Regions from separate parts of the Bos taurus genome. Here region 2 is linked to region 1. The links are chromatin contacts, called in public Hi-C maps. All regions are on one chromosome and are shown on one strand. Each heading gives the region's core, a stretch centred on a gene start, on an enhancer-like site or on the middle of the called end of the contact. The rest is flanking DNA. Distances are from core to core; before and after follow the strand shown. Region 1 holds the start of SIK1 (salt inducible kinase 1). Region 2 overlaps HSF2BP (heat shock transcription factor 2 binding protein).

The links. Hi-C and Micro-C count contacts between places; a contact is called where the count stands out from the background.
Region 2: a Hi-C map of blastocyst shows a contact between it and region 1, with 3 times the contacts expected there. The contact joins the enhancer-like site here to the promoter of SIK1 in region 1. A contact is called at or near these places in 2 of 11 Hi-C or Micro-C datasets (blastocyst and liver).

Annotation. Positions count from the first base shown.
Region 1 is chr1:143,521,497-143,526,982 of ARS-UCD2.0, forward strand. SIK1 (salt inducible kinase 1) reads right to left here and starts at 2,486. Exons shown (of 14, transcript XM_024996648.2): 1 at 2,353-2,486; 2 at 1,795-1,965; 3 at 1,233-1,349. The coding sequence starts at 1,950.
Region 2 is chr1:143,698,476-143,703,961 of ARS-UCD2.0, forward strand. HSF2BP (heat shock transcription factor 2 binding protein) reads right to left here. Exons shown (of 9, transcript NM_001035493.3): 5 at 5,169-5,318; 6 at 2,757-2,889. Among named protein-coding and RNA genes, the nearest start is that of HSF2BP, 28 kb to the right of the region's middle. Within about 2 kb of position 2,631, at least 18 of the 102 cell types and tissues checked have an H3K27ac peak or open chromatin away from gene starts, as enhancers often do. A contact at or near this core is called in blastocyst, where this site is marked.

The sequences.
Region 1 (5,486 bases), core at 1,236-3,735:
TCCCAGGGGCCAGGCATCTGGCTACCCGGGCTCCTCCTGCCCAGGGTCAGCGGAGGACAGGAAGACAGGGAAGGCCCTGGCTCATCCCCCTCGGCAAAGTCAAAGGCAGGCAGGCTTTAGCCCACTCCTGCGGAAACGGGGTGGGCACATTGCTCAGGCACTGACATCAGCCACTGTGGAGGAAACATCTTATCTGGGCCTCACGACGCGACGACAACAGAAACAAAACATGAACCGGAGTGCACGTGACGTGAGCTATGCGCTTAACGACGCCGAGTAAACTGTCATTAGGGGAACACGAGCCTTGTGACTCCCTCATCCTTCATTGTAACCGAGGGCAGCAGCGTTCCCCAGGGTCACTTCAATCACAGTCCTCTCTCCACCTCGCCTTGCCAAGGGCACACCCCCCCACACACACATGGTCCTCTATTCATCGTGGATCCACAGGGTTTCATGAGACTCCTCAAAAGGAACTTATACCCAACACAACTGGGTGAATGCAAAGAACACATCCTTCCGAAGTGGATCTAAGTTCATTCTACAGAAGTGGCTGGCTAAGGAAGAGATCGCTCTGCTGTCCTAATAAAATCAGCACCTAGTTTCCAAAGGTACAATTTATTAGTCTTAACAGGAGAACAAAAATAAAGTCACAAAGCAAACCAACAGGCGGACAGGGTGAGGTGCGTTCTCAATGTGGATTAGATGTCAAGTTCCCTGCTCTCACCTGGGCACAGGTGTTTTATGTCTCCATTTCTGATGGGAGGGTTGAAACAGAAGAGACAAATGCTCACTGCTGCCTTGGCATAGGTAAGTTTACAAAAACTGGTAAGAGCAGCTAGTTTTAAAGTTTATTAAAAATCTGCCGAGGTAGAAGTGTCTAGACTCAAATTTGTCCTTTCACACTAAATGGTTGACTCTCAGCAATACAGAAATCCATGTGTTTTTTTTGTTTGTTTTCATAGTAAATTTAACAATTGACCTCCAACGCATCCAAAACTGGAGCAAGTAACAGTATCAAATAAAACTTAAATGAAGCAAATCTGGATTATAATCCAAAAGCAAGAAAAAATTAGTGCACAGCTCACAAAAATCAATCTTTTTACCTTCTACAATCAACTCCCTGACTCCCACCCAGCGAGACAACCTTCAGAAACTGTAGACTTAAGTTGTTGAAAATTAAAAAATGATACACTTGCCAGAAGTAACAGTGGAACGCACACTTGAATCCTTACCTGATAGAGCTTTATAATGTGAGGATGATTCAGAAGCTTCATGATCTGAACCTCTCGATAGATTTTCTCCAAATTGCTTGAATCTAATCGTGCTTTGTCGATTATTTTTATTGCAACCTACAAATTATTAATAAAGGATATTTTGTTGAAATAAAACTCTGCGTTGAGCTAATTTACACACTTCGTTTTTTGCAGGTTAATTTCTAAAACACTTCATGTCCCCAAAGGTCACAAAAACTTAGGGAGGAAAATAACAAAAGTAACCAAAAAAGTCAAAGTTCAATAAATGTCTTAAGTCTCTGCAGACTCGTTTTACAGGCTCCAGCTGCACTCCTGGGTATTTGGTCATTATCCTTCTTGCTACTCCCCAGTATCTGTACAATTTACGCATAATCATAACATATCGCATTTCTTTCTATACAGAACTGATAAAAACTGTCAGCGTTTCGACCTTGGGACGATGGACCCCACAAGGAGGGATTTCACCAGCTTCCCCGACTTCGGGGAAAGGGGGTATCCACCCGCGGAGGGTCCACCCCGGGGTTCCGCCCCCACCACGCACCTGCGTTTTGGTGACTCGATGCCGGGCCAGCTTCACCACCGCGAAATTGCCCTTGCCGAGGGTCCGCTCGATGTCGTAGAAGCCCACCCGGAGAGGCTTCTGCTGGCCCTGGCCCGAGCCCGCGGGGGCCGCGCTCAACTCGGACATGATCACCATGGTTCCGGGCCGCACCTACGGGCGGGGGGCGCGCTCAGCTTGGCGTCTGCAGACCCGACCCCGGGCGCGCGGACCCGCGGCCACCGCCCCCGCCGACGACTTGCTCCACCGCGAGACCCGATCCGGGAGCCGTGCGCCCCGCTCATACGCCCGCCGCCCGCAGTCGGATCCGCTCAGGCTCCGGGTCCCAAGCCCCGCGGGACGCGTGGACCGCGGCCCGCGCCCGTCTCCGTCCTGAGCCCTGGACCCTCGCTCCCACGGCCCCCAGCTGTCTGCCGCACAACAAAGGGGAAGCCGGCGGCGGCGCCCCGGCCCGAAAACCCCGCGCGCGCACCTGCGGGGCCGCCGAGCCCGCAGCCCCGAGCCCGGCGGCGGCCACCGGCCCACCGGGCCGCGCCTCACCTCCGCCGCCCTCGGAGCGCCGAGGCTGGGACACCGCTCGCCCCGCGGCCCCCGCCGCCTGTTCGGCCGTTCGCTCTGCCCGGCCGCCAACTGCTCCGCCGCCTGCCGCCCGGGCTGCGCCGCATGTCAGCTCTGAGCCGGGAGCCGCGCTCTCCAGCCGCACGCGCCGTCCGCCCCGCCCCCGGCCCCGCCCCCGGGCTCCCGGGCCCGCCCCGTCACTCCCCCACGCCGCCGGCCCCGCCCACGGCAGCCCCGCCCACGCCGCCGCCGCCGGATTGATACATCCCCATTGACGTCCTTTTGACGCCAGAGCGACGCGCGGCCGAGCGCCAGGCGGAGGGAGAGCGGGAGATCGGGCGGTTGCCAAGAGACTGGCGGCTCTGACGCGCGCGCTGATGAGGCCGTCGCCATGGCGACCGTGGGGCGGTGACGTCAGGGGCCCCGGCCGCCTGAGGCCCGCCCGCGAGCGCCCGCGCTCCCGCCGGCGCGCGACCCCTACCGGACGCCTAGGGCGCTGCGGGAGGCTTAACCGTTTCGTCCCCAGTGAGAGCCTGCCCTTCCTCAAACGGGCGCACGGCCGCCTTCGCGCTGGTCTCCCCCTTCTCGCTTCCTCCCAGCAGGCTTGGTTCTAGCGCGGTTCTGAAACTCCTTAAGTGCAGCACGGTTGCGGCTGCGTCCTCTGCAGACCCCTACTCCCGGGTCCCTATTATCGGGCTGCGAGTTTCATGTGTCCCCTAGTTTCCTTCGGAAGTGCTCGGCCTTGGAGCCTCAGGGGAAGTACCAGGTGGGGCCCGGGAAAGGTCACAGACGCGCAGAATGTGGCCATACGAGGTGCAGATGACAGCAGGCCAGGTCTCACCCCCCATATCGGTCACCGGCTCCACGGAGGAGCCGCCACCCGCCAGGGACCCTTCTGAGCGTGGCAAGCACGGACATGGAAGTCATGGGCGTCCCACTTCGACTGCTCTTGCTCTGTACTGAAACGTCAACACTGGAAACCGGTCAGCCTCTCTGTAACCTACACTGGGGGCCTGGGGGCTGCCTGAGTGCGGTGAGCCCCCAGGGGAGTGGTTCAGCCCACCCGGCCCATTCACCTCCAATCTGAGGTCAGCAGCCAGCTGGTGACTGGAGGCAGCCCTTTGCTGAAGAAACCTAGCAGGCTGGAGAGAAGAAGAAAGCCCAGTGAGCTGATTTCTGGGCTGACCTGAGGTCTAGGTGGGAATGGACCCCACTCCTGAAGGACCAGGGTGTTGAGAAATCCAGTTAGCACACCTTAAATAAAGGCCAGTTTCCCTGATGGCTCAGATGGTAAAGAATGTGCCTGCAATGCAGGAGACCTGGGTTTGATCCCCGGGTAGGGAAGTTCCCCTGGAGAAGGAATGGCAACCCACTCTAGTATTCTTGCCTGGAGAATCCCATGGACAGAGGGGCCTGGCGGCTACAGTGCATGGAGTCCTGAAGGTCAGACGTGATTGAGTGACTAACACTTCGCTTTCTTTTGACTCAGTCCAGGTGCTTTGTATGCAGATGACAAAAGGGTCCTGTCCCTTGGGGACGGGGGTGCAGGTGGGAGGGAGAGCCCTCCAAAAGGGCCAACAGGAGGGTCAACAGTGAGCAAGGACTCATCCCTGCGAGGGTGGACACTGCAGGTCCCTTGGCCTTGGTCACTTTTGTCTGCTGCCGGGTCCACCATGCTGTCTCCTCGAGCTTCGGTGGAGGAGCTGGCAGGGACCTGTGCCCTCAGGACAGAGGTCAAGGCAGGAGGGGGAGAGCATGAAAATGGCAGCAGGTGACAGTTTCCATTGGCATCACTGCTCAATGCATGTTCCTTTACGCCTCTGCAGAGAAGACACTGTCTAAGGGAAGACACAGCCTATGGCAAATACTATTTATTAAATATTAGGGAGGCAGATGGAAGGCAGAAGAATCTGCCTGCAATACAGGGGACCTGGGTTCAATCCCTGGGTCAGGAAGATCCCCTGGAGAAGGGCATGGCTACCCACTCCAGTATTCTTGCCTGGGAAACTCTATGGACAGAGGAGCCTGGCAGGCTACAGTCCACGGAGTCACAAAGAGTCGGAAACGACTGAGCGACTCAGCACAGCACCCGGCCTGCAATCGTTTTCCTTGTGTTCAAGTATGACTTCAGAGGAGAGGGTGGGGAGCAAGAGGTAAGCGAAATGGATACAGAGCTTGGACACCTTCTGGGGAGGTGCAACACCTTTTCGGTGCTGGCCAGCTGCCCCGCGAGGGTGTCTCATGGAATCGGATATGCTTCTCTGGTGCCCAGTCACAGGCTGGGGCTAACATGTGCCATCACCCCCCTCCCTGGGCACAGTTTGTGGCTTTAGTTTGTCTTGAAAGGCCTTTCAAGGCCATTAATAGTCTCAGAGTTTCCCTTAGTCTTTCAAAATGCCCTCGTTATCTGTCCCAGGTTTATCCATAGAGAATTTGGAGGAATATTCTTCCTTCCAGCTGAGTAGTTTACAACCGTGAGTTATTTACAAAGTAGTTTACTCTCCTTCTGGGGGTCTGGCACCCTGCTCTAGATCTTGGATGCAGAGGCCCATCAGCACAAATTCACAGGGTGCTGGGAGAATCCCAACCTCTCTCTGCCTGCGTTGTCCGAAGAGCCGGCTCACTGCCCAAGGGGCTGAGGGATGGCCACCCCATGTTGGGCTGTCAGATGGTGGGACCCTCAGGAAGGGCTGGGGGCGGGGTCAGGTGAGCCTGGGTCCAGGGGCCTTCTCTGGGGAGGCAGCTTTCAGCTCTTTTGACTGCAGTTTCTTTTCGGCGCAGACAAAAGTGCTTCCCAACAGCCGGGTGTTTGCTAATGTCGGTGACCTTTCTAAAGACTCCAGCCAGATCTGGAGCTGGGTAGGTGAGAGGGCAGAGCCATTTGTGCGCTGGATGTCACTGGGATGAGCCCGAGGAATGCTCTTGCGTCACAGAACAAGGGACAGCAGGTGAGTGCCTGCGGGTCCCTGGTGTCTTCTCTCTGCGTCTCATTCTCCTAGGAAGAGAGGAGCTCAAGATGTCCATATCTATGCCTGTATGTAGATAGACATAGATAACACAGGCATAGGCATATCAGATACAGGTATAGATAATAGATGTAGATACATCGTTGCAGA
Region 2 (5,486 bases), core at 1,381-3,880, 180 kb after region 1:
CACTCCAATATTCTTGCCTGGGAAACCCCATGGACAGAGGAGCCTGGTGGGCTACAGTCTATAGGGTCACAAAAGAGTTGGACACGACTTTGAGACTAAACAACAATCATTACCTAACACTGTTTGAATGAATAAACCCAGAATTTAGAGACAAGGAGTGCAATTATAACTTCCAAATAGTCAAAAAGTAGAAAAGGTAGTCAGAAAAATAAGTTTTCCATTTGTAAGCTAAGCAAGTTAACCTTCACAGGGTTGCGATAACAATTTGCCATCTCCTTTTAAGTTCTATATGTGTCCACTTATAAAATTGTAGAAAACCACCGCACACCCTTTGTTAAACAAGACCTTGGGTTACAATATGTTGCCACTTACCCAAAGCTCAGTAACATGCACAACACTGTGTGAGGTACTGAGCAGGCATTATAAAAATAAAGAGGAAATAAAGTCCAGAGAACTGACATCCCAGGAAGTGGACTAGCTGGGCCTAAAAATCCATACTTTGTGTTACTATTAACCTATTATGAACAACAGTGACTATGGATAAGAAAAATTCACTAATTTCACAGTTTAAACCAATCTCTGACAGCCAGCTTTTGCTTAGGACACAGTAAACTGAAAAGAGCGACACCTCCATTCTTTAAAAAGAGGCAGGTAGATAATTGAAAAATCACAACTTATCCTGAACACATCAGAGTTGAGGTTGCAGAATCAACCGACTGACAGGAAAAAATAGGAAAAGGCAGGCGCTGCAAGGAGAAATGGGAGGCCAGCACCTGCTCCCCTAGGGTGGACACTGGACACCAGACAGGCCAGCCAGGAAAATTCAGCTAAAAGGTGCAGCAAACTGCCAGACGAGCAGCTGCGTGGTGCTGATGGTGGGCGGAGGGGTGGGCTGCAAAAGGAACGGGGAGGAAGCGGGGGGACAAGAGGGAGGAAATGGAACCTTTCCATGTCTTCACTGTGGTGGTAACGTGACTGCATGCATTTGTCAAAACTTGCAGGACTGCAACAAGGTGAAAAAAAAAGCTGTAATGGGAGCATTTCCCACAGGTAAGTTTAAAAGACAGAGGATCTATCTGACAGCTAACCAAGGCATCTGCTGTCCTGCCTACTCCCCGTGGAACAGTCTTGGGATCTGAGACACGGAAGGCCCCGAGGCCTCAGGAGAGCAGCAGTAAACGCCAACACAAGCGCGTAAGCACTGCATCACGGTCATCAGCCTGTAAGGGAACGCAATGCAGACACGCCCGCTTCTGACTCTTCATGAGGGCTCCTAAGTGAGCCGCTCCAGGCAGGGAAAAACAAAGCCAAGTTGAGCCTGGCTGCTGAGCAACAGGCTGGCCTTGCCCACTGGCCCACGACCTCACCACTGCACACCAGCTGGCAATTGAAGCAATTCAAAATCACAATTCAGCAGAATGGAAAGTCACATACATCACAGACTTTTGGAGTCACTTGCACACAGCAGAAAATCTAATCATCAAATTTGCAAGTATTAAACATTCTGCTAAAAAAGAGACCCCAGGGATCCCTGGTGGTCCAGTGGCTAAGACTCCACACTCCCAATGCGGATGATCTAAGTTCCACCCATGATCAGGGAACTAAATCCCGCACACGGCAACTAAAGATCCCACGTGCCACCAAATAACTAAACTAAGACCTCGGGCAGCCAAATACCTAAGTATTTATTTAAAAAAGAAAAGAAGAAAAGATATCTTACAGCAATTTTAGAAGGTGGAGCAGTGCAAGCCTCAACCAGCTGAAGAGGCTATGATGAAAGTGCATGAGGCAGTCCTCCAGCAGACAAAGGCCAAATCAGGACTGGACAACACCCGGGTCTCAACATCTGCCCGTGAAGAATATCACCGGCTCTTAAGGGCTTATGAAGAAATTGTCTACATGAGATCCACTGCATTAGGATTTCAGTAGATGAGGAAAAATAACATTTCCCCTCTATTTAAGAGCAGAGAATCACCCTAAGAGGAGCATAGCATACAGCAGATGAAAGAACAATGTAAAAAAGTAAGTCATAGCACTATAACTATTTCACTGACTTCAGAACAAAGAGCCTTAATACTCACTAGTATATACCATGTTCCACTATATTAGCATTAATTATTTAGTCCTTTGGCTTTATCCTTTGCAGCAGTTTTGCCATTAGAATTCTATCTAATCGTAACTATAATCTTTGGGGAAAACTCACTAAAGAGACAATTTAGATTTTTTGGAATTCTTTAATTACAATAGCACATTGATGGATGTGAGTCTGAGTGAACTCTGGGAGTTGGTGATGGACAGGGAGGCCTGGCATGCTGCAATTCATGGGGTCGCAAAGAGTCGGACACGAGTGAGCGACTGAACTGAACTGAATTACAACAGCAAAACAAGAGCAAGAGCCTACCTGAAGCTCTGCTTAAGGCTTTTACTTTAGGTAGATATAAGTAAATGACGATGACGCCAAACAACAAGTAGCTAAACATACAGTTTTGACTTCTGTCAACGGACAGAACTGAGCAGAACATGCAGCGCCGTCCTGTTTCCTAAGGTGAGCTGCTCATACTCACTGATGCTTACTTATCAGAATCACTGGGTGATGCTCCACAACACACACCCAGTCCCTACCCCGTCCACTGAGTCAGCGCCTCCAGGGCAGGAGCCTATCTGAACCAGAGGTATTCATGCGCACACACCCTAACTGTGATCACTGCTCTGGAATATATCCCGGAAAGTCACTACATTCACAGGGAATTACTCACTTGTTACGATTCCGGCCAAAGCAAAAACAAATTGATTTTCATCAGAATCCAGCTCCTTAACATCCCCATCCAGCGACTTCACAAAACTCTCCATTGTTTGACCAGTGATGTTGAAAAACTTCAAAGCTTTATCCTGAAAGTTTAGAAATGAGAACGTCACAACCTTTCAGGGCTACCAGCAGGAAAACACTTTCAAAGTGAAGGACACAGAAGACTCCAGTTTTAATTACAGAAGCAGAATTTTAAAATCTGTTCCCTCGTTAAAACTTCCTGTTGAAAAGATCAAGAAAAAAAGAGGTTTGGGGCATGTAGAAAAATTACCTTGAAGACTGATATAGTAGTAGTAGTAGTTAAGTCGCTAAGTTGTATCCAACTCTTGCGACCCCATGGACTGCAGCCTGCCAGGCTCCTCTGTCCATGGGATTCTCCAAGCAAGAATACTGGAGCGGGTTGCTATTTCCTTCTCCAGGGGATCTTCCCGACCCAGGAATCAAAACCGGGTCTCCTGTATTGCAGGCCAGTTTTTTACCGACTGAGCTATAAGGGAAGCCCATACATATGGGAAACAGTTCAAATTTATACAGTGACAGAAGTACTTGGACAATTCACCCAAAAATATACTAGAAATAAACCAGAAAAATAGGTTATCTATTCTAGGCATGAAACCAGAGGTTTTCAAACCTTTGGCAGAAATTATTTTTCAAATAAAATCTTAAATGAAACCTCAACACATAAAAGACAGCAAACAGGCTCATCTGGCATTTAAGACTCTTTGTGACCCCATGGACTGTAGCCCACCAGGCTCTTCTGTCCATGGGATTTCCCAGGTCAGAAGACTGGAATGGGTTGCCATTTCCCTTCCAGGGGATCTTCCTGACCCAGCAATCAAATGAGGATCTCGTGCATGGAAGCCCATTTACGTCTCCATTCCTCAGCAAAAAGAGTTTCCAAGTTCACAGAGCCTTGAAAGCAGTTCCTTGGGGGAAGGAGGAAGAGGAGGCAGGGTTCTAAGAAACGGTCTGAAAACCAGAGCCTGTACAATGGCACAAGAGAACTACATGAGGTGATATAAACATCCTTACTAGATTGTGGAGATATTACCCACCTCCAAAAATTAGCTGAAGAACACTAAGTTGTACACCTACAATAAATGAATTTTATGATACATAAGTTATACCTTAAGAAAGCTCAATAAACTTTAAAATACACTTAGTCCCTCCACCATTTCTATCTCTACAACTGACGAGTAAGTACTACATTGGCCCTCCCACCAACCATGCACCCTGGGTGTTTATTTCCATTCAGGAGCACACGATCCCCCAGAGTCAGAGCACAGTCTTCCTAGGCCGTCATCCTCTCGGCTGGGGAGGCCATCCTGTCACCAGTCACGCTTAGACCACACAGCTCCCCCACTTCCCATCCCCCTATTCTATCACTTGGGGGGACGGGGAAGGGGCGGCTCCGATGTCTTCCTGGCCAGTCTCCACATCCGCAGCCTCACCCGCCTCCATCCTCATTCACTGTCAGGTTGAGCTGCCCAAATTCTCTTGTCACTTTTCCATTCAAACAGCCTTAAGGAATCTTGTCCCAGAGGCCTTAAGGAATCTGTCCTGGACTGCTCCATCAACACACTAACCCCTACCCTGTGTCAGGAGACTCACACACCCTCCCTGCGTTTCACTCCAGGCCTGAGTACCCTTCCCTCCTCCTGAGCCACCCTCCTCACTTCCTGTTACTGCTGCTGTGCCAGTGAATCAAGGTTCATTTCAAATCTCTCTTCCTCTGTGAAGTTCCTTGACTTGTGTATGCACATGCTATTAACATCTATTTTATATATACATATATGATAAATAACACAAGGGCTTCCCTGGTGGTGCAATGGTAAAGCATCCGCCTGCCAATGCAAGAGACGCGGGTTCGATCCCTGGGTCAGGAAGATCCCCTGGAGAAGGAAATGACAACCCACGCCAGTATTCTTGCCTGGGAAATCCCATGGGCAGGGGAGCCTGGTGGGCTACAGTTCATGGGATTGCAAAAGAGTTGGACTCGACTCAGCAACTAAACAACAAAATAATATATAACATTCAGGCAATGAAATATTGTATTACCCCTGGAAATAAGGTATGTAAAAGCACTTAAAAGTCTGTTATACGTTCACAGATGTCAAGTAACGATCCTGACGTAGAGCTACCTCCACAACACCATACTGACTCTGGGACAGAAGGGAGCTCACTCCCTTCATCTGACACACCCCTGGATCCAGGTTACCTCAGGCTCTACACAGCTGGGATTCCAAAAGTACCTGACGAGCACAGCAAAAGGGTCTAGTCTGGAGGCACCCAAACAGAGGCGCTGTGCCTTCACGTTACACAAGCACAAGTCAAGCGTCCAGCCAGCCCGGGGCGTGCTCACCCCGCCCAGGATGGCCTTGACCACCTCCTCGCTGCTGGAGACACCCCACAGGATGGTGCAGGCCGCGGCGCCCAGCTCCGTGCAGTACTCGGCCTGCTGCAGCAGCTGCTGCTTCGCCTCGTTCAGCTGCTGGCGGAGAGCCAGTTTCTCCTGAAACCAAAACAGGATAAAATCAGAGAAATGGACAGCATTCAGCCTCAAAGCACCTGTACTGTGTTCCCCCTTTTGAAGACACTCTTAAAGAAATGAACACAGGATATAATAAACAGCAAGCGAATGAAAACTAGCCCAGGGTGAGGCACAACTCATATTTTTTTA